Linked DNA regions of Mus musculus: regions 1, 2, 3, 4 and 6 are each linked to region 5. Evidence: chromatin contacts called from public HiCAR-type, HiChIP or PLAC-seq and promoter capture Hi-C data. All regions are on one chromosome and are shown on one strand. The core of a region is the stretch at or near the end of the contact, and the rest is flanking DNA. Distances in the headings are between cores, read along the strand shown.

The links. Promoter capture Hi-C pulls out the DNA fragments that hold promoters and counts their contacts. HiCAR-type assays count read pairs that join an accessible place to other places. HiChIP or PLAC-seq counts read pairs in DNA pulled down with a chosen protein or histone mark.
Region 1: a contact with region 5 is called in a HiCAR-type map of astrocytes, with 2.0 times the contacts expected there. The contact joins two enhancer-like sites. A contact is called at or near these places in 1 of 484 Hi-C or Micro-C datasets (cortical neurons), 2 of 115 datasets of contacts at active chromatin or transcription factors (astrocytes and embryonic stem cells) and 1 of 9 other capture datasets (embryonic stem cells).
Region 2: a contact with region 5 is called in a HiCAR-type map of astrocytes, with 4 times the contacts expected there. The contact joins two enhancer-like sites. A contact is called at or near these places in 1 of 484 Hi-C or Micro-C datasets (bone marrow-derived macrophages) and 7 of 115 datasets of contacts at active chromatin or transcription factors (astrocytes, differentiating embryonic stem cells, embryonic fibroblasts and 2 more).
Region 3: a contact with region 5 is called in a promoter capture Hi-C map of hippocampal neurons, with 4 times the contacts expected there. The contact joins the promoter of Dcaf5 here to the enhancer-like site in region 5. A contact is called at or near these places in 4 of 39 promoter capture datasets (the 3T3-L1 cell line, cranial neural crest, hippocampal neurons and 1 more) and 1 of 115 datasets of contacts at active chromatin or transcription factors (astrocytes).
Region 4: a contact with region 5 is called in a HiCAR-type map of astrocytes, with 2.2 times the contacts expected there. The contact joins two enhancer-like sites.
Region 6: a contact with region 5 is called in an H3K4me3 HiChIP or PLAC-seq map of stem cell-derived neural progenitor cells, with 6 times the contacts expected there. The contact joins the promoter of Zfp36l1 here to the enhancer-like site in region 5. A contact is called at or near these places in 2 of 39 promoter capture datasets (the SN4741 cell line and hippocampal neurons), 17 of 484 Hi-C or Micro-C datasets (the C2C12 cell line, the G1E-ER4 cell line, MC3T3-E1-derived osteoblasts and 10 more), 36 of 115 datasets of contacts at active chromatin or transcription factors (the NIH/3T3 cell line, the SCID.adh cell line, T-cell acute lymphoblastic leukemia and 24 more) and 2 of 9 other capture datasets (adipose tissue and pancreatic islet).

What each region holds. Positions count from the first base shown.
Region 1 is chr12:80,378,226-80,381,611 of GRCm38.p6, forward strand. The region is part of intron 5 of Dcaf5 (DDB1 and CUL4 associated factor 5); the gene reads right to left. Among named protein-coding and RNA genes, the nearest start is that of Mir1843a, 12 kb to the right of the region's middle. Within about 2 kb of position 1,791, at least 137 of the 459 cell types and tissues checked have an H3K27ac peak or open chromatin away from gene starts, as enhancers often do. A contact at or near this core is called in astrocytes and cortical neurons, where this site is marked.
Region 2 is chr12:80,061,360-80,064,922 of GRCm38.p6, forward strand. The region is part of intron 3 of Gm36660 (a long non-coding RNA gene); the gene reads right to left. Among named protein-coding and RNA genes, the nearest start is that of Gm36660, 23 kb to the right of the region's middle. RefSeq lists an enhancer at 1-3,563. Within about 2 kb of position 1,437, at least 191 of the 459 cell types and tissues checked have an H3K27ac peak or open chromatin away from gene starts, as enhancers often do. A contact at or near this core is called in astrocytes, differentiating embryonic stem cells and stem cell-derived neural progenitor cells, where this site is marked.
Region 3 is chr12:80,435,318-80,438,538 of GRCm38.p6, forward strand. It overlaps Dcaf5 (DDB1 and CUL4 associated factor 5), which reads right to left and starts at 1,284. Exons shown (of 9, transcript NM_177267.5): 1 at 868-1,284. The coding sequence starts at 1,081.
Region 4 is chr12:80,228,407-80,231,699 of GRCm38.p6, forward strand. All of the region lies in intron 1 of Actn1 (actinin, alpha 1), which reads right to left. Among named protein-coding and RNA genes, the nearest start is that of Actn1, 30 kb to the right of the region's middle. Within about 2 kb of position 1,810, at least 219 of the 459 cell types and tissues checked have an H3K27ac peak or open chromatin away from gene starts, as enhancers often do. A contact at or near this core is called in astrocytes, where this site is marked.
Region 5 is chr12:79,502,133-79,505,490 of GRCm38.p6, forward strand. All of the region lies in intron 7 of Rad51b (RAD51 paralog B), which reads left to right. Among named protein-coding and RNA genes, the nearest start is that of Rad51b, 210 kb to the left of the region's middle. Within about 2 kb of position 1,924, at least 138 of the 459 cell types and tissues checked have an H3K27ac peak or open chromatin away from gene starts, as enhancers often do. A contact at or near this core is called in the C2C12 cell line, the NIH/3T3 cell line, the SN4741 cell line and 23 more, where this site is marked.
Region 6 is chr12:80,111,030-80,114,342 of GRCm38.p6, forward strand. It overlaps Zfp36l1 (zinc finger protein 36, C3H type-like 1), which reads right to left and starts at 1,984. Exons shown (of 2, transcript NM_007564.5): 1 at 1,790-1,984. The coding sequence starts at 1,846. It overlaps Gm52006, which reads right to left. Exons shown (of 3, transcript XM_030247048.1): 3 at 2,551-3,313.

The DNA.
Region 1 (3,386 bases), core at 541-3,040, 880 kb after region 5:
AGGGCAGTTTATGGGATTTAGTTCTCTCCTCCCACCATTAGTGTTCCAGAGATCCAACTCGGGTTGTCAGGCTTGGAAGCAATGCCCTTACCTACTGAGCCATCTCACCAGCGCTTGCTTCCAGCTTTTCAGTTCCCAAGTGTATATTCAGCTTTGAAATATCTTAAATTTATTCATGTACTCTCATTTATCTAGCGTCCCTGGAAGCCAGTCTCCCACTAGCAGTCTTCAGATGAAGATGTAGAACTCTCAGCTCCTCCTGCACCATGCCTGCCTGGATGCTGCCATGCACCTGCATTGATGATAGTGGACTGAACCTCTGAACCTGTAAGCCAGCCCCAATTAAATACTGTCCTTATAAGAGTGGCTTTGGTCATGGTGTCTGTTCATGGCAGTAAAAGCCTAACTAAGACATACAGTATATTCTGGTTCACTTATTATGCTATAGTGTAGTGTGTGTTTTATGTGTATATGTGAATGTCTATGTATATGTCTGTGCACCATGCATAAGTCTGGTGGCCAGAAGAGGGCACTGGATCTCTTGGAACTGGGGTTAATGACAGCCACCAGAGAGATGCTGGGAATCTCAAGCCCAAGTTTGCAACAGCTCTTAACCTCTGAGCCATCTCTCCAGCCCTTCCAAGTGCTCATAACTGAGCCGTCTCCCCAGTCCCTCAACAGAATTCTTGATTACCTGGGCCTTATCTCACAGAGGGGTGGTTACCCATGCCACAACCATGTTCTCTTTTATATCTCTGATTCACTGAAGTCAGGCTATGTGAGTATCATTTGTATAGCTTTACTAAGCGGTTATATGTTCTTATTGCATTATTTTTTCTGTAGTTTCATAATGTTTATAACATTTTTAAAGTCATGAAGTGTGATGTTTGCATATGCTCTACCCAGGGAATGGCAGTATTAGAATGTGTAGCCCTGTTGGAGTAGGTGTGGCTTTGTTGGGAGTCATGTGTCACTGTGGGTTTAAGATCCTCATCCTAGCTGCCTGGAAGCCAGTCTCCCACTAGCAGTCTTCAGATGAAGATGTAGAACTCTCAGCTCCTCCTGCACCATGCCTGCCTGGATGCTGCCATGCACCCGCATTGATGATAGTGGACTGAACCTCTGAACCTGTAAGCCAGCCCCAATTAAATACTGTCCTTATAAGAGTGGCCTTGGTCATGGTGTCTGTTCATGGCAGTAAAAGCCTAACTAAGACATACAGTATGCTTCTAAATGACTTCTTTTGCTGATGAGGTCCTGACTTGCCTGAAGATGACCTACAGGAAGAATGGCCCTGAAAACGTTCATGCAGGAGCAGCTGCCAACCTGGCATGGTCATAAACACAACCTGCCAACACCAGCCGCAGCCATGCCTACTTTACCCTCCCAAAGCAATCTTCTCACCAAGGGAGGAATGCTGTGGTACTGCGGCTGTGTGCAGAAACAAGGTTTGGATAAAACATCGTGCCATCCTCCTGGGTGGAATGGATGGAAGACAGCAAAGACAAAAACCATCCCCAGAACTCCAAGTACCAAGGAGGAGTCTAGAATCCCAAGTCCCCAAATGATAAACCCAGCAAAGAAATAAATGATCTTATAATGTCTTGAATACAAGCCACACTCACTCACTCATACACAGAGAATGAAAGGACTGGGCAGCTGGAGCCCAGGCATTTCCTTTATAGGGAGCCCTGGCCACCACAGGCATGCGGTGCTATCTAAACACTGAGTTCAAAAACAATGAAAGGCTTTCAATCTACAGTCAGCATGGAGCTTGCAACTCAGCCAGAATCTGTGGAACTGAGGGTGGGTGAGGGGTGGAACAAGACTCAACAGAAACAAACTTGGCCAGCACAGCCAGCCCAGCAGAGCCCAGCAGAGCCCAGCAGAGCCCAGCACAGCCCAGCACAGCCCAGAACAGCACAGCCCAGCCCAGAACAGCCCAGAACAGCACAGCCCAGCACAAGAGCACAGCCAAGCACAGCACAGCACAGCACAGCACAGCACAGCACAGAACAAGAGCACAGCCAGCACAGCGCAGCGCAGCACAGCACAGCCCAGCACAGCACACACAGCACAGCACAGCACAAGAGCACAGCCAGCGCAGCGCAGCACAGCACAGCACAGCCCAGCACAGCACAAGAGCACAGCACACACAGCACAGCACAGCACAAGAGCACAGCACAGCACAACGCAGCGCAGCGCAGCACAGCGCAGCGCAGCACAGCACAGCACAAGAGCACAGCGCAGCACAGCACAGCACAGCACAAGAGCACAGAGCAGCACAGCGCAGCGCAGCGCAGCGCAGCCCAGCCCAGCCCAGCCCAGCCCAGCACAGCACAAGAGCACAGCGCAGCACAGCACAAGAGCACAGCGCAGCACAGCACAAGAGCACAGCGCAGCACAGCACAAGAGCACAGCACAGCACAGCACAAGAGCACAGCGCAGCACAGTACAGCACAGCACAGCACAGCACAGCACAGCACAGCACAGCACAGCACAGCAGCAGGGTTGACATCAGCTCAAGTCCCTGACAGGAAGCAGGGGCCTCTGCTAAACTCCCTTCTCATCAGTTAATAGTTATCCTCTCTGTCCATTCCAGTCAGGCCTGAAGAGGAGCCTGCCCATCACTGGCCCACGGGTCTATTCTATCCCCACCCAAGATCCTTGACCTGGCATTTATAATTTGGTTAGAGTGCAGGAGTGTGGCTCCAGTAACTTTTCTTCTTCCTGCATTTCTGGGTAAGAAGATTAATCTTTCAACCAAGGAGAGTGCACAAGAACCTGATGTAGTTAGGAGTACATCGTAGAGAACAAAATGTGATTCCTTCCAGAAGAATGGATGGATACATCTCAGCAGGAGTTTATGCAGCTGGCCATTTATAGTGAGAATAAGGAATGATCTATTTTGCCAAGAGAAAAGGCTTTCTTCCCACCGCCTCCCCAAGCCCCCTGAGACAAGGTTTCTCTGTGTAGCCTTGGCTGTTTGGCTGTCCAGGAACTCACTCTGTAGACCAGGCTGGCCTCAAACTCAGAAATCCACCTGCCTCTGCCTCTGCCTCCCAAGTGCTGGGATTAAAGGTACACGCCACCACTGCCCGGACTAAGAAAAGACTTAAAAACAGTTTGTCTTCATAGTCAGGATACGGTAATGTTTCTTTACTTCAGATCTAAAATGCTGGCTTAGTGGTTAAGAGCATGCACCAATCTTCCAGAGACCCTGAGTTTGGCTCACAACCACCTGCAACTTTTGCTCCAGGAGATCTAATGCCCTCTTCTGGCCTATGTACAAATACACACACACACACACACACACACACAATGCCCACTTCTGGCCTGTGTACAAATACACACACACACACACACACACACACACACACCCCTCC
Region 2 (3,563 bases), core at 187-2,686, 560 kb after region 5:
AACTGTGATGTTCCTACCACCACAATACTGGGATTACAGGCTTGTGCCATTCAAGCCCAGTGTGTGTGGTGGTAGAGAACAAACCCATGGTTTCCTGCATGCTAGGTAAGCACTCCACCTACTGAGCTACATCCCCAGCCCCTGGTGTGTGTGTGTGTGTGTGTGTGTGTGTGTGTGTGTGTGTGTGCGCGCGTGCGCACGCATGTGTACATATTTTTAAAACTCCTAAATAGTGTGCTGACTTACACCACTCATGCATGCTCTTTATTATGCACCCTCAGTCTCCTTTGGAAGATGTCACACTACACTTTCAGAGACATTATAGAAGGTTTGTCTGTCAGTGCCAGGTCAAAGCCCCACAGGTTAGGGTCCCAGAGAGGATCACACCAAGAGTCCCAGTACCTCCCTCTCACTTCTATGGACGTGCTGGGACCTCACATCCCAAAGTCCTGGGACCAAGTCTCCTGGCCTTATCTTTTCTTTTCACTGAGCCTCCATGCTTGTGTCCACCATGTGGACAGCTTTTAAGCCCCTCTCACAAAGCCTGGTGCTTGAGACAAAGTTAGCCAGGTTCTGCTCTTTGTCCACATTTCAACAACTCTTCTGCCTGATATTAAAAATAGCTTTGTCTGGTCGAGTGAGATCAGGCCAGGAGACAGGCGCCTGCTGTTCTAATCTCAGCCTCACAAATAGCTCTTGATGCGCTTGAGTTTCCCTCAGCACCTTCAGGGGCTCCGACTGCAACAGGGGCCTGCTTAGTTACCTCTGAAGGTGAGATTCCTCTATGCTGCTCCTGAGGTCCACAAGAGGCCTGTGCACGTGCACACACACACACACACACACACACACACACACACACACACACACACATTCCTGTTACGGACCTTTTTGGTGCCTCAGAACTAAGCCGCCATTGAGAGCATTCACCACACTCCGGGTATCCTATATTTCCCAGGCCAGAACCTACAAAAGCGTCCCTTGAGAGTTAAACTCAAACATCTATAGTAAACAGGCTGCCCCTCCCTGTCTGCCCCCTCCTCCATTCCCCACCCCTAATTCCACCTCCCTGTCTTTCCCCCAAGCCCATCTTGTACTCTGTGAAAAACCATAGACCCTTTGGTTGCCAAGGGAACCAAGCCTTTCATTCTGTTCCAGTGACTGGCTGGTTGGGGCTGAGGGGTAGGGCAACAACTGGTGCCCAGACCTTTGGAGCACACACACCCCCTCACAATGCCCCCCTTTTTTTCAAAGGAGGAGGGGTGGATTGCACCCCAGTTGCTTTTTCACCCAAGCCCAGCTGGGTGAGACAGAGCCCTTGGGCTCTCAGGAGTTCCTTGGCTGCCACTTCGGGGGGAATCCATGCTCCCCAGGCCCTTCTCTGGCCCTGGCCCTTTCCAGAGGACAATAGCCTCCACGCAAGGGAAAATTCCATCGCCCAGGGTTCAAGTCTCCAAGGAGTTGCTGGGGCCTCTGTTTAGCCTAGAGTGGGCTCTGAGGAGCCGCTGCAGCTGTCTGGCTTGTTTCCCCCTCTTGCTGTGTTTTCTCTTTAACCCCTGAGCTGCCAAGGGGCTGTTTTACCCCAACCCCCAGACAGTGCCTGGGAACTAAGAGAGGAAAGAAATAAGGCTTTGTTCCCTGGGGGAACTAATTGGGAAAGAGCAGCAGTGTGGCCTACAGGGAGAACACTCCCACCTCTGCACATCTTCACTGAAACCAGCAAGCAGGAGCTAGGAGCAAGGGGCTACAGAAAACCAGGGCTGCTCAAGCTGCTGAGAGCCATTTTTCTCAAACTCGGAAGACGTTGGGTGGGTGTGGGGGGTGGAAAGCTGCAAAGGTCTCCATCTTCCCAGCTCAAGGCCCTAAGCCAACACCTGCTTTTCTCCCCCTGCTGTTTCTTCCAAGATCTGCACACACACAAAAAAAACAACAACTCTGGAATAAAAATAGAAACTGGGGAGACCAAGGCATCCTGTTTCAAAATACTAGATTGGTAAGTGAGAAATATCTAGCAACCCCATGTCAATGCTTAACCTCTAAAAACCAGTTTTTTGTTTAGGAATTTTACTTCATTGCACATCAGTAGCAATCAATACAAAGGTTTTCTCACAAACCAAAAGTTCTGCTATGTATCTTAAGATGGGGCGAATTCTATGTACAGATCCTTAAGGTACTGAAACATTATTCTGACCCCTATAGGAGTAGAATACATTTCTAAGCAACCATCAATGCTTCCACGTATGCAGCCAAGCCAGCCAACCATGGCCATTGATCAAGAACATTTGAGAAAAGAACTTACTCTCACACTGAGACAATAGTGCAAAGATTGTCTCCGTGCTGGGAAACACCTCCTCCCCTCTCCGGGAAGGAGAGTTCTGATCCAGATATGAAGACAGCTGGGGTCTAACACAGAACTCAGAGGTTCACCCTGGCCCTAGGAGAATACAGATTGGTGCACACAGCAGGGAAGCCCAGGCCTGTTGGGTTCCTCCTGCTCTCAGCAGCCACATCTCCGGTTCACCCTCTAGTACCCGATCCTGTTGACCCACAGCCCCACCCCCACCCTGTCCTGCAGCAGTCTAGCCTTTCTCTGTTGTGGCAAGGCTGCATTTTTCCCCCAGGAAACTATTGTGCAAAAAAAATGAAGCAACACAAAGCACAGAAGTGTACATGAGCCTTTTAGGGTTCACATCTAAACCAGAGGAATTTCTCAACAAAAGCATTGAGAGGAAGGTGAAATCAACCCGACACTCAGAACACTTGAACTGGGCTGTAGCCCCTAGTCCCAACATTTCATACTCTCTCCATGCGTGCGATCAAGCAGATGGAGCCCTGGCTCCTGACCCTCCATCCACACTCCCGTTAAGAGCTTCAGTGGCCAGAACAGACACTGAAAAAGTCTATGGGGAGTAGATTTTACTCACAGCTCTGAGATAGATCATCTCAGAGGTGGGCATGCTGCTGCATATCATAACTAAAATAAACAAAAAACAAAAAAACAAAACAAAACAAAAAACCTATCCCCACACAAACACACACAAGTGTTGACTCCGCATTGGATCATCTCCATAATTTCTTTTAGCTCTAAAGAAAGAGCTGACTGTTGAGAGACTGGCCAGGGCTAGGGTGGAGCCTAAATGTGCCATGTTCAGAGCAAAGGCTTTGACTAGTGCCAGATCCTTTTCAAGTTGAATAGCATGGAAGAAAGCTAACCGACCCACCAGAATAATAATAGCTAGCACTGATGGGGCCACAGCGCAGGAAGGCTGCTCTCTGGATTTCGTGTGTGTTCATTTATATTTCACTTCATAATAACCCTATGGGGCACTAGCATTCTATCTTATGGAAGAAAGGAAAGAAAGGAAGGAAGGTAGGCTACACATCAGGAAGTGCAAGGACAGCAACTACTGTCACCCAGAGACTGCCCCACCCAATCAGGAATCCTAGACGAAATTGCCTAGGATTTTGGCCCCACTGTCCCAAGAGAAGAAATATGCAGAGGCCCTTGTGGATGCTCAAAGACGACACATGTGATCGATCTGGCATCTGTAGCTGGGAATCAGCAG
Region 3 (3,221 bases), core at 34-2,533, 930 kb after region 5:
CCCAGCTGAACCGGGTGGGGGAGGAGGCGAGCAGCCCTGCAACAGGAGCCGCGCGGGTGAAGGGGGTCCTGGAGCCCGCCTCCCGCCAGTAGGTCTCCCGGGGGGTCCTCCTGAAGCCCTGCCTCCCGAACAGCGCATCCAAGTTCAGGCTGGTTGGTGTCCCTAGGTCGCTAGAGCCCTCGCCACTCTCGGAACCATAATAAAAACAAGACGCTGAAGAGGCTACCACTGCGTGCTGGGAGATGGGATTGGGCCCTGAGAGAGCCAGGGGGAGGGGACGCCTCTCTGCTACCCGTCACCACCCGCCCGACCCCGCTGGCCCCACGGTGTCCGGCTCTGTCACCGCCGGCCTCCGGCTCCGAGGCCCCTTTTCTCCATGACACCGAGGACTGGGGCTCGAGCTTCGCCTGGCCTTTGGCGAGCCTTGGTCTCCCCCCCCCCCCCGGCCAGCCCTCCCCCCAGTGCCCCCCGCACCTTTTAAACTACGCAGAGGAAGAGTTTGCCAACCAACTTAGTCAAACCGTAACCTCGTCCCCCTCCCCGACCCACACTGGTGGGGCAGGCATCTGGAGGGACCACTTTGCACTTGGGATAAAGCACATTAAAGACCTGTCAACCATTTTAGGTCTTTTTTTATATATATAGAAGACATCCTCCTCTCCTTCCCCTTCTTCCTTCCCTCCCCCCTCCCTTCCTCCCTCCCCCTGCAATGGTATTAATTTCACACCAAATCTTCCCACCGCTGGAGAGGGGTTGAGAAGGGCGGGGGTGGGGACGCAGGGCAGCAGGAGGGTGGCGGGGAAGGGGAAGGGGCAGCTGGAAGGGGAGCGGGAGGCGCGGGGAGGGGAAGGAAGGGGGTTGATTTACCTGAGACCAGCCACTGGCCTCCATTGTTGGAGAATTCAATGGCATTGACACAGCCGAAGTGGCCGAGAAGGTCCTTCTTGTAGAGGTTTCTGCAGCCCCGCAGGCGTCTCCTCTGAAAGTCCTGAGTGAGCAGGGGGTCCCCATGCAAGCCCCGCTGGGACAAGAAGCCCACCACTGACCTCATGCTGCCCCCCAGGCCAGCTCTCCTCTTCATGCTGGAACCGCCGCCGCCACCGCCGCTGCAGCTCGCGCCGCCGCCCCTCCCTCGGCCGCACGCCGGGCCGCCGCTCCCCTCCCGTCCCGTCCCTCCCCGCGCGCAGCGAGCCGGAGGCTTCTTTAACCAGCCATGGCAGACGGAGCGAGGTGTGCAGACGGTCGGTCGGCGGCGTTCGCGGCTTCCTCACGGTCGCGTCCCTCCCTCCCCTTCCCCCCTAGGCTCCGCCTCCCTGCCGCCTCCAGCAGCTGATCCCCAGCTGCGGTCGCGCTTCCGCGGTGCGGGGCTCTTCCGCCGGCCGCCGGGCCGGAGAACGCGGGCGCCAGCTGCCCCTCCCCCGCGGACGGCTGCCCGGAGATGGCGGGCGGCGGCTTGCAGCGGCCGCTGACCGCGCCGAACCACGGTTGGCTCAGGATGGCGGCGACGGGGCACCCCCGGCACGCCGCACTCTGAAGTTGGACACGCGTAACAATCAGAGTGGCAGCCGGCCTGCGGGCTCACCCTCCTTCCCTGGAGGGACAGCGGCTCGCCCAGCGCTGCTCGCTGCCTCCTGGGGCGCCCAGTTCCCTGTTCAAGTGAGGGAACCCACGATTGGACTGGACGTCTGGAAGGAGGTTGTCTGTGGGGTTTTATCGGTGCACCTGCCCTTTCCAAAAATGTTGATACACCCTTCTATTCTCCAATTCAGTTTTCTAATTGACACTCACCACCACCCCCACCACCACCCCCAGCCTATCGGTTTAAAAAAAAAGGCAGAATTATTCAAGCTGATAGGACACTTGGGTTTAGGGGGTTGCGGAGAGGTGAAAAGAGAATTGAGCTGATATAGTAGCCATATAGTAGAGCGTATGCTTTTTGCATTCTTCAAGTTCTGGGTTCAATCTCTAGCACTAACAATCCCCACCCCCCACTCCCAAAAGAAAGTGAGAAGAAAATTGCCAAAATCAAATTGAGAAGGTCCTCTGTCCATTGGTTCCAGATGCATTTGCAAGCCACAAGAAACATTATGAAACGTAGCAGTATCTTATTTCATTGGTAGGGGTGAGGCCAAAGGTCTTGAGAATGGAGGCCTGGAGATGCACAGCTGTTAACCAGCAGCCACAGTATAGTCCAGAAGTAGCTGCCTTTCAATAGTGCAGGAGTCCTCAGTTGAGTTGACCTCAGTGAGGAAACTGGGTAAGTGCACTGGAATTTTACCAGGTAAAGTTGAAAGTCCCCTTTTCAATGGAGTGCTTTTCCAGGAAACTATCCTCTATCATTAGTGGTAATTAACTAACCTGAAATAGGCAGGTGTCAGGTTTGCCCTTTCAGTTTAACACGAATTACAATCTCAGGACCAGAGATGGCACAGGAGTGGTTAAATACAACCATAGGTGAAAGATGAACTAAAGAAATTCTTAAGATAAAGATGGGGAATGAGGAAGAGGTTCACCTGTCAAGCAAAATTATTTTTTTGCAAGTAGTTAATTCAAAAGTTCATATAACAACATTCTAAATTTATTAGAAGGTCACCAAACCCAAAAATGAGAATTCAAATGGAATATTATCCCTTAAATAAGAAAATGAGGGGCTGGTGAGATGGCTCAGCAGGTAAGAGCACCCGACTGTTCTTCCGAAGGTCCTGAGTTCAAATCCCAGCAACCACATGTTGGCTCACAACCATCCGTAACAAGATCTGACTCCCTCTTCTGGTGTGTCTGAAGACAGCTACAGTGTACTTACATATAATAAATAAATAAATAAATCTTTAAAAAAAAAAAAAAAAAGAAAATGAGTAATGCTTAAAAAAAAAATCCTGTGCACACTGTGGTTTGTACATATAATCCAAGGACTTGGGAAGTGGAGGTGGGAGAATCAGGAGTTCAAGGTCAGCCGATAGGCTATAAGAGACCCTGATCTCAAATAACAGTAGCTGAGTAGTAGCGGCTCATACCGGCGCATACCTTTAATCCAGCAAGAGGCAGGCAAGTCTCTTGAGTCTACCGAGCAAGTTCCAGGACAGCCAGAACTACACAGAGAAACCCTGTCTCAAAAAATAAACAACACAGTAAGTTTTGTTCATTTATTGCAAGGTTTTTCCCATCTCAGTTCCTTTTCTTGGCATGCTCAACTACACATTTAAAAAGCGCCCTTTGGCTCT
Region 4 (3,293 bases), core at 560-3,059, 730 kb after region 5:
GGCAGAGGGTGGGGACCTGGTCCCCAAGAACTCTTCTCTCAACAGAAGATACTGAAACTTCAAGTTATCTATATAGTTTCAGTCTTCCCCAGAACTGTGTGGCGGCCAAGCTAGACATGATGTGTCCTTGGGGACCCAGCTGGCCAGCCCACTGGCCTTTACAGGACAGCTACCGTGATACGCCCAGTCAGGGGGAGAAGAGAATGGAGTGTCTAAGGCCTTCTGTTGACTTGCCAACTCCACCTGTGGGCACAAAGGACCTCATGCCATGGGCACACACAGGGAGATGCCAAGACCCAACTCTCCACCCAACTTCCTAGCAACATTATTCACCGTAGCCAAGATACGGAAATAACCCAAACATCTGTGAACACGTGAACAGATAAGGAGAATGTATTAAAACACACAATGGAGTATTATCCAGCCCTAAAAAGTTAATTCTGACACAGGATTCTACTGGGACAAGCCTGAAGTGAAGCAAACCAATCAGAAAAGGGCAAACAAAAAACAGGTCCACTTCTACGAGGTACCAAAACCATTTCAAATGAGTATACTTCAGAACCCTGAGTTAGACCAACACATGACCTCTTCCTCCCCGCCAGCTCCAAAAAAATGGACTAAGACCTCCCAAGACAGGGGGAGTTAGGGACAGCTACACCGCCTCAGGCCCTGCCTTGCCCTCTGCTCTAACAGACGGGCAGAAGGGAAGTTCCTCTCCCATAGCCAGAAGAGAAGCAAACTGGGGGCCCCTCTCCAGGTCCTGACTCCAGGGTGACTCAGGCTCCAGTTTCTCAAGAAGGAAGTGAGCCACTCCAGTCTGCCTTTTTTTCCCTTTTAGGAAGACACAAGAGAATGATTCAACTTAATCCTGGAGGCCTAAATTCCACTTCACTCCACTTGCACTGGAGATATCACACCCCACACACCATCCTCCAGGACAGGAAGTCAAAAGGACAGGACACAGCCTTCCCTCTCTACCTCAGTCCCAGCGTCCTACACTCAGCTCCTAACACTGGAAGAGACATCAGCAAGGTCTGAACTCACTCTGTTTTGGCTGCTCTGATGGTCTCAGTCTCCTCATCGGTAACTTAAAGGGATGGGACAGAGGCAGCTCTGAGCTTCTAGGTCTCTGGAGGAGCTGGGTGATTAATCTGGGGCTGAGAAAAGACAGGAGAACACAGGATGTGGCTTTGGAACCAGGCAAGCTTTAGTACAGACTCATGCCTGGCACCCCTCCAGAAGCACGGGTTCCAACTGGAACACCTGTATCACCCCCCCCCACCCCACCCCCACCCCCAAGTCAGGCAATCTCATCACTCACTCAATAGCTCCCACAGGCTACTGTTGGAGGACAGCCTCTGAGATGGACACAGCCTGGTGAAACTTCTCCATGGACCTTTAAGACCCTGGAGACCCTTTAAGACCCTATCTCTTGTCCCCAGAGCCTGTGCTTGGGCGCCTGGAAGGCTGAGAGTCAAGTAGGTAATTTGAACAACAAAGCAAAAGAGAGCCCAGTAGAGCTACAGGGAGCATAAAGGACATTGGAGTCCAGAGTCTGGTTTGAATCCTGAGTTTGACACTAGCTTGCTGTGAGACTTTGGAAGAGCTCGGTCATTTGTCCGGCCCTCTATTTTTCTACTGGCAGAGGGGACGGACTTTGGGGGCCCTCTGACAGTCCACATAGGGAATCACAGGAGGAAGGCCTGCTGGAGCCACCCTGCAGCTTCCTGTGGCCCCTGCTTCGACCTAATAGTGGCTGACCCGCCCAGGGCCGGCAGACGGCAGACTGCAGACAAATGAGCTGACAGGCAGCCAACTCCAGGGAGTGCTGAGGCACGAGGGACACAGCTTCAGCCTGGCAAAGTCCAGCTGCTGGAGGCTGTCTGAAGGCAAACATCCTGCTTTAATGGCAGAGATGAAAATAGTATGGCCGTTTTCTCAGAGTTGGAACCAGCTGGCTGAGATGGGGTCAGGGGACAAGACAGTGGCTATGTGCTTTGTCTTTTAGCTGCAAAGCCTGGTGCTGGATAACGGTATCCCTTTCAACACCCACCCCCCAGCTCCCCACCCCCACCCATCTCTGCCGGATTTTAACCATAAACACAGCCTTTTTTTTTCTAAAGGAAGGGCTTAACACAAACCAGATGCTTCGGGACTTTTCCCCAGCCCCCTCTCTGGCCCTAAAATTAAACACTCAGTATGGCCTCTGCCAAAATTCACTAGAAGGTCCAGCCTTAAAGAGCCAGAGCCTCCGGTTCTCACCCTTGCACACTCTTAATAATATCCCCACCTAAACAAGATGTCAAAGTCCTCCCAACGCTGAGCATGGTGGCCTCCTGAGTGCCTAACAGGGGCGACCAGCATAAAGGGACAAACAGGACAACCTGGGCATGGGAAGGCTGCCCTAGCAGGGGTTTTGCAGAAGGAGCCGAGCCTGCCCATCAGCTCTGTCCCAAAAGGCTCTGGACACAGCAAGAAGAGTTATTAGTCTTCTTGGACTTAGGTCCTAGGGTCTAGGAAAGAGGGCGGATGACAGACATCTCAGTCAACCTTGAGCTCACAGTGGTGGGGCGGTCTGAGCAGGTCTGTTCCATGCCAACTGGAATCTGCTGCCCTTCTGAGGTTTTTCTGGGTGATGGGTTCATTGTGCAGGGTAATCTGGTCACTCCCACCTTCTCGAACCATGTCTTACGCATGTCTGACCCTCTGTGACAAGTCTGTACACTTCAAAGAGTTCATACCTAATGTTAAGAATAAATGAATTTTCCAAGCTGTTTCTACCCAAGAGGCCACCAGCCGCAGAGTCCAAGGCAGTAGCAGGAAATTAGCTGAAGAATAAGTTTCCAATTCCTTTTCTGTGCTGTGGCTCTCGTCTCCCCTGAGAAGTTCCCTGGACACAGAGGCAGCCAGGGTGTGCATTTCTTCTTGTAACTCCCCAACACAAGCCCTAGTCCCTCGCAGTGCACCATCAGGGGGTATCCTGGTAGACTGTACCTCCTGAGCTGCCCTCGCAGGGCTTGTCTACAAAGGCAGTTTGAGGCTGTGCCAGCAAACACAGCTGCTGTCTGACCCCCAGTCCCACGGTAGTGAGGAAGCTGCAAGTTCAGAACCAACTTAATCTTCCCCCACCCCCCTCCAACCCGTCATGTTGCCATAAGGAAGCCAGAACTACCACGACAGAGACATCTAGGACAGAAGTTGACTAAATAGGAACTAGAGGAACAGAAGTCACAAAGGTGGTTTAGGGAACCAAGCAAGGCAGGATGCAGAGTCAAAAAGCCCTTACTCCACAG
Region 5 (3,358 bases), core at 674-3,173:
ATTGTCCTGCCCCAGGCTGGCCACTCCAAAGCTGGGAAAGGTCATGGATAGCATCTGTATGCATCCATCCAATCAATATGTACAGGCCCTTTGTTGTGAGCTAGGTGTTGTTGTAGGTGTTGAAAATACAGTAAAGAGGAAAAGTTGTCTGTTTTGTGGCCCTTGGAACTGTTACAAGCAAATGAGCAATGCAGTTTCAAATTATGACGAGTATTTAGAAGCAAGTACAGACAGTGAGGCGGAGTGAAGGAGGTAAACCTTAACAGTTGTCTAGATCCAGGACTTTTCCTGGAAGAACTCAGGTGGTTTGGGCTTTCTCTCCAGGAAGAAGACTTTTGGTCTTATTTACTTTTACATCAGAAAATAAAAGGGCTCAAGCATTTGATATAATCCAAAAGGAAGAAAAGTCAGATGTGTTCGCAAGAAGACACTGATTTTTGTCTTCTATGCAAAGCTCAGTCTTGCCTGCCATGTTCTGGTGAACTCTGTGTGGCCCTGCACAGAGCAAAGTTTATTTCTTGTTTGTGTTCCCATATATCTTTTGCTTTGTCTGGAGTACTTTGGCTTTCTATAGTGGGTTTCTGGCCTCCAGCTTTCTCATCATAAAGTAGGATTATCATCATAATATTTATGAATCATACGGCTCTGGAAAGATCTGTCCTTAATCAAAATAATTATTAAATGTCTCATAAACTTGTAGGCCAAAGAAAACATTTAACTTTTTTATTAAATTTGTGCAAATCATTCAGTGAGTTCAGGTTTTCATTCTCGCCCCCCCCTCCCCCAATTTTAAAATAAAGTAGTCGTAGGCTTGTCAAGAATGGTAAGAACTGGATCCTGACAGGAATGGTAGAAACAGAAACAAGCACAGCCTTTCTGGAGAGCCAGTTGGCAGGACAACAGACAGTTCTCTAAAATATGCAGATTTACATCTTCGCCCCCAAATATAAAACTGAATCAGCGTTCAAAGGCATGTGTTCAGAGACATTCATCATCATGTTGCTCATGATGATAACAGGCGGCTCACAGCTCAGTCGTTTAATATAGGGACAGTTCAGTTATATGTTCATTGTCAAACTGTGTGTAGCTATTAATGTAATGATGGCATTAATAGGAATTAATGGCTTTGGAAAGAAGTTCAGAGTGTTCTAGCATTTATAGTGTCCCATGCTGCTTCTCTTTGAGCATCGGCGGTCAAGAGCGGTAATTGTGATCACTTGTACTAACCTTGACATTCGTAGCATGTTACTGTTGAGTGCTGAAGTGTCCTGGGTAGTATGCTGAGCTCCGCTCAAACATTATCTCAGTGAACTTTCAGCCTAGCCCTACTAGCAGGCACAACTTGGATTATTATTTTGTAGATGAGAAAGCCCACTCTTAGAGGAACATAACTATGTAAGGCCTTATACTGAATGATAACAGGGGCAGCATTCATACCCAAACATTTATCTCTAGAATCGATATTCTCAAAGTTTACAGAGAAGCACTCCAGCGTCTTTATATCCTAGTAGAATGTCATGAGAGGCATGTTGTGGAAAACTCTTTCATATGCTTTCCTGTAACTGTACCTTTATCTGTGAGTACTTGGTTCCCATAAGTGGCAGGGAAGAGGTGGGTTAATATTTAATAAAAACACAGGTCAGCAAATAATAGCTCATGGGCCAAAGCCAGTCTGATGGTGGACTTTGTAAGTCCTGTTTTATCTCAGCAGCACTGTGCTTCATTATTATATATTGTCACTTGCTGTCTCTGTGCCTTATTGACAGGAATGACTAGTTTCAATAAAGATTGTGTGGTATAGAGGCTAAAATTAATAGTATCAGGTTCTTTACAGAAAAAAAATTGCCCATGCCTGCTGTAATACACTAGAAGTCTGGAAGGATATTGATCCTGTCTCAGTGATTGCTTTTCTGTTTAGAGTTCATGTTCTTCAGTAGGTACAGGCCACCAGTGTCCAGGTAGTTGGTGAGGGTTTACTGAGAACATGAACCAATAGCTTATTTCAGGACTTCTGAGCCCCTCTGTGCGTGGCTGGCTGGCATTCCCTAACTGGGCCATCTGTGTTGCCCTGACACTCAGACTGTTGCTGCTTCTCTGAGATGGAATGTGTATTCACAAATGAGGGCTCCATTAGTCATGGTGAATTTCCTGGGCCCTGGAGACATGGCCATGACATCACCAAGAGCCAATCAGAAAGGGGCCTCTATAGTCCAGCCTTCAATCCTCTTTGGAAGACTATAGACTAAGTGTTCTGTTCCTAGCCCTCAGGGTGTGATTTGAAACTGCCTTCCTCATCCAGCCATATTCTGGGCACAAAAGTCTAGCTTCTAGACCCAAGAGGCAAGGGCAAGCTTGATAATCTGCAGAGCTGGAGGCAGATTGCTGTTGAACATTTTTTTCCATGGCTTGGGTTTTTTCTTCCCAGAGTTTTCCACTCCAAATGACGTTGTTGCTTTCTGTGGCAAAGGATGGGTGGTGAAGGATGAAATCTGCATTAGATAAAAGATGGCTGGCAGTTAACATTTCTGGATAAGTATAGGTTGGTAGCATGACAAAAATCAGAAGTGTAGTTTGCTGGTTTGTTACATTGCTTCTCTGTATACTTTAACAGCTTTTAACAGCAACTGCTTTTAGCAAAATTAGTGTGTCTTAAAAACAGGCTCATTACCCACAGATCTTAGGATCTTCCTAATGAGGGTTAGCACCTCATTAAATCTTTTATCATCAAGAAGAAAAGACCCACTACCCCCCACTTCTCTTTTGGGGGGGGATTTAAATATTTTAGACTTACAAGCCTCTTTCTTCTCTTCCTTTTCTTTCATTCTTTTTCTTCTCTCTTCCTGTTCCCATCCCAATTTACGAGAATCATTTGTAGAATTCAGTTTTAGAGGTAACTTTCCTAATCTGTGTTCAAAAGCATCTGTTCAAATATGTATTTCTAATTGGCTCTGTCTCTTGTTACTAAACTATAATAGTTAAAACACCTTTAAATTTTATTCAAGGCTCACACTTGTAATCCTAGCACTTCAAGCGGTGAGGCAGGAGAATCTCAAAGTCAAGGTCAGCCTGAGCAAGAACTTGTCTCAAAAAAAAAAATCCATTGATCCTGGAAATTGAGACTTAGAACCTAAGCCAGGTGTGGTGCCTGTAATACTCAAGAGCCTTAAGTAGTCCAGAGAAGTAACAAAGGTCCAGTGGCAGCCTGAGCTGTAGCGGGAGATCTTGCCTTTAAACCAAACCAAACCAAACACAACCAATCCCCAAAACAACCCTAGGAAACAAAACCAGAAAAAAAAATCTTGAAGTGGACTCATGCAAATAGAGTTTTATAGCTTAATGCAGTTTATGAACCCCAAAA
Region 6 (3,313 bases), core at 734-3,233, 610 kb after region 5:
TTCCACAAGTGTGCCCTTCCTTTGGCAACAGGTTTTCAAACTGTGCTTTTTCCTTGCTTGTGGAAGGGCCTAGTCTGGGATGTGGGTAGAGGGATATAGTGTCTGAAAACACAAGGTTCGGGAAGGGTAGGTATCCCACACCCTGGGAGGGATTTTCTCCCAGCATTCTCCACCCCCTTCACTAGGAAGATGCCTTTGCACTTGGTTTCCTGGCTGCGAGAGAGCTCTGGATAAGAGCACCAGTGTTTAATCTTGAACCAAAGCTGCAGACGAGAAGGAAAGCACCAGCACGCTCACACTCCCCGACTCAGTCAATTGGGGGCGGGGGTGTGTGAGTGAGCAAGGACAGAGGCTGCCACAAGCCCTAGTCACCTGCCCAAACTACCTAAGATTTAGAAAAGAGTGGGGGTGGGAGACTTGAAAGTTATCTCCAGGCCCCTGACACATGTGGGTGTGTGTCATTGTGCAAATTCTAAAGTTAGTCCCTTAGGATCCGCAGCAGGGGATCGGGAATCGGTAACCCTGTAACCGCAACCACCCCACCGAGCGGATTACAGGAACCCAGAGGAGAGCCGCTTCCAACAATGAGGTTCATTTAAAAAGTCCTGCGGGGGGAGGGGGCAAAAGAAAGAGAAATAGATCAAAGAGCGGGGCAGCGGGGCCCAGGATGGAGTTGGCTAGCTCAGGCTGCCGCCAGGGCAAACAGACTTGGAAAAACGCAGGGAGGGAAAGAAGCCGAAAATGCAAAGTTTTTGATGTTGCTCTTCAACTCCAGCACGGCCCTGCACCCCAACCCTGCAGCCCCGGGGCCTTGGCAGCTGCACCGACAGGAGCAGCGAGCTAGGAAGAGAGCAACATGACCCGACGTGTTTAAGGGAAGGCAAAAACAGTTCAGCAATTAAAAGTAGCCTAGCAGCTTCATCCTTTCAAATTGGGGGGTTGGGGGAAGTAGAGCGGGCAAAAAATTAACAACATTCACGGAGTTATTTCAATCGCACTCCTGGAACATTACGGTTTTAAAAGTTTTTTTCTGTTTTGTTTTTCAAAAACCTGACTGGCAAACTGCCCCATTTTGGCCCTCTTAAATCCTAACTGGCGGGAACTTGAGGTCTGGCAGCATTTTGTTCCCCTATTCCTTAGTCAACGAACCGTAGTGCCTCACAACCCAGGTAAGCAAACAGTTTCAGCCCCAAGTTTGCAGCACGATCGACCAGCTCCCGCAGCGGGAACCTAGCCCAGCTGGGGCGGACAAACTCCACTACAAAGTCGCTTTGCCTACATCTTTTTGAACCTTAAGTCGGCCTCTTTCTTCGTCGCATTATCTCTTAGCTCCCCAAAACAGACAGGAAAATTCTCCCAGTCAGATACCGCCCTGAGACCTCGCTTTTCCTAGAGACCCCTAGCAAAAGGTGTTGGGTAACCTCGAACATCTCCAGCGGGTACAGGAAACCCAAGGCGCACACTGCGAAGCCGAGCCCACCCGCTTAGCCCAGCTCCGGAGGTGCACCATGCAGAAAAGAATCCTTCAAAATTCGTCCCAAACCTAACCACTCTTCCGCACCTCCTTGCCCCGCAAACTGGAGCAGTCGCCCAGAACTTTGCTCCCCGGATTCACAGAACCCCACCTGGGACCTGAAACTTAAGTGCGAGGAGGACATAAACAAATTCCTTCACCATGGAGGGAAACGCAAGCAGTGAAACTCCTTCACGTCCCCGAGACCCAAACTTTTTAGAGTTTCTTGGAGCACAAGAGAAACTTTCAAAAAGCCAACGCTCCGCCCTGCTTTACCTTGCATAAAACTTCGCTCAAGTCAAAAATGGTGGCGGACACGAGGGTGGTGGTCATCGTGGGCGTTCGCACGGGGCAAGGACTAGGATCTGGTGTGTCGTGAAGGTCCCGGTGCGGGGAAGGCGCAGCCTCCGGCTCTCCGGTCAGGAGTCCCACACGCCTGCTCCCGGCGCCCCTCGCCTTTCTGACTCTCCCGGGCTGCGGCGCGCAAAGCCCAATTTATAAGATTTGGTGGGTTGGGGGGGGTGGAAGGAGGAGCTTTAAACGTATTTAAATGAAGAAGAGGAGGCGGAAAAAAAGTTGATTGACACTGAGGTTGAATCAGCCATGCGGTCAAGAGGGAGGGAGGGGTAAAGGGGGAGGAAAGAAACTTTCAAAAGGAAGAAGGGGGAGGGAGACGAGGAAAGAAGGCGGAAAAAAAAAAAAAAAAAAAGCACTCGGAGCGGCGCAAAACTTTTTTTTCTTAAAGAGGAAAAGTTTCGAGTCCGCGGGCTCCGGGGGCGCCCCTCCCCTGGGCCGAGCCCGGCAGAGGGGGAGGGGCGCCCACCCTTTGTCAACCTCGCTGCTCGGCTCTGTGACATCACTCATTCCACCCCCTTCGGAGTTCGAGTTGTTGTGTTTGTTGGTTTTTTTTTTTAAGAGTTGGAAGGCGGGCTCGACTCTCCTCTCTCTCTCTCTCTCTCTCTCTCTCTCTCTCTCTCTCTCTCTCTCTCCCCCCCCTCCTCCCTCCCTCTCCCCCCTGTCTTTTTTTTTTTTTTTTTTCTTCCTAGCAGGCGCTGGAGCTGGTCTTGAGCGGGCCAGGGCTGCGGTTTCCATCTTGAGCTAGTGTCCCTTGAAACTTCTCCAAGTGCCCGCACGACTTACCTTCCCCTGACTTCCCTGTCCACACCCGGCTGCCCATCGCAAAATGAGCTGGGCGAGGAGTTTAGGAATGCGGAGCACCCCAAATGTTCGAGTCAAGAGTTTTATGTTTGTTGTTTCCCATCAGTGAGCAAAAGAAGTAGGGATGACCAGAGAAAACTTTTTCTCCAGGAGAGCCTAGGCTGGAGGGGGCGAGAGCAGTAAGATTTTGCGCGCAGCGCGGGGTCCACGCGTGCTGGGCCGGCAGCCTGCGTTTTCCCGGTATGGTGGGGGCACCACTGCCTGGGCAGAATTCTTTCAGACCTAGATGGGGCGCTTTGTTCACATAACCGATCTTTAAACTTGCTACAGCAGAAAAGTCCAGACTTTCAAGGGCACCCCCTGAAAATAAAAGAGCAACAAGTCACTTTCCACGCGCGCTTTGAATTCGGGCTGCCTCCTCCACACATCCCCGAATGTTAAAAACAAGGGGGGAAAAAGTTACTTTGGTAAGAAGGAAGGTAGAGGTGGGGGAAGCGACACTTCTTGCTGCTCTCCCGCCCCCACGCGAACGGAACATATGGCTTGTCACTATGCCCGGTTTGGGGGTACCAAGCAATAAGACCCACGGAACTCAGTGGCCTTCAATGAATTACACCGCCCTTTAAAACCACGAACTATGTG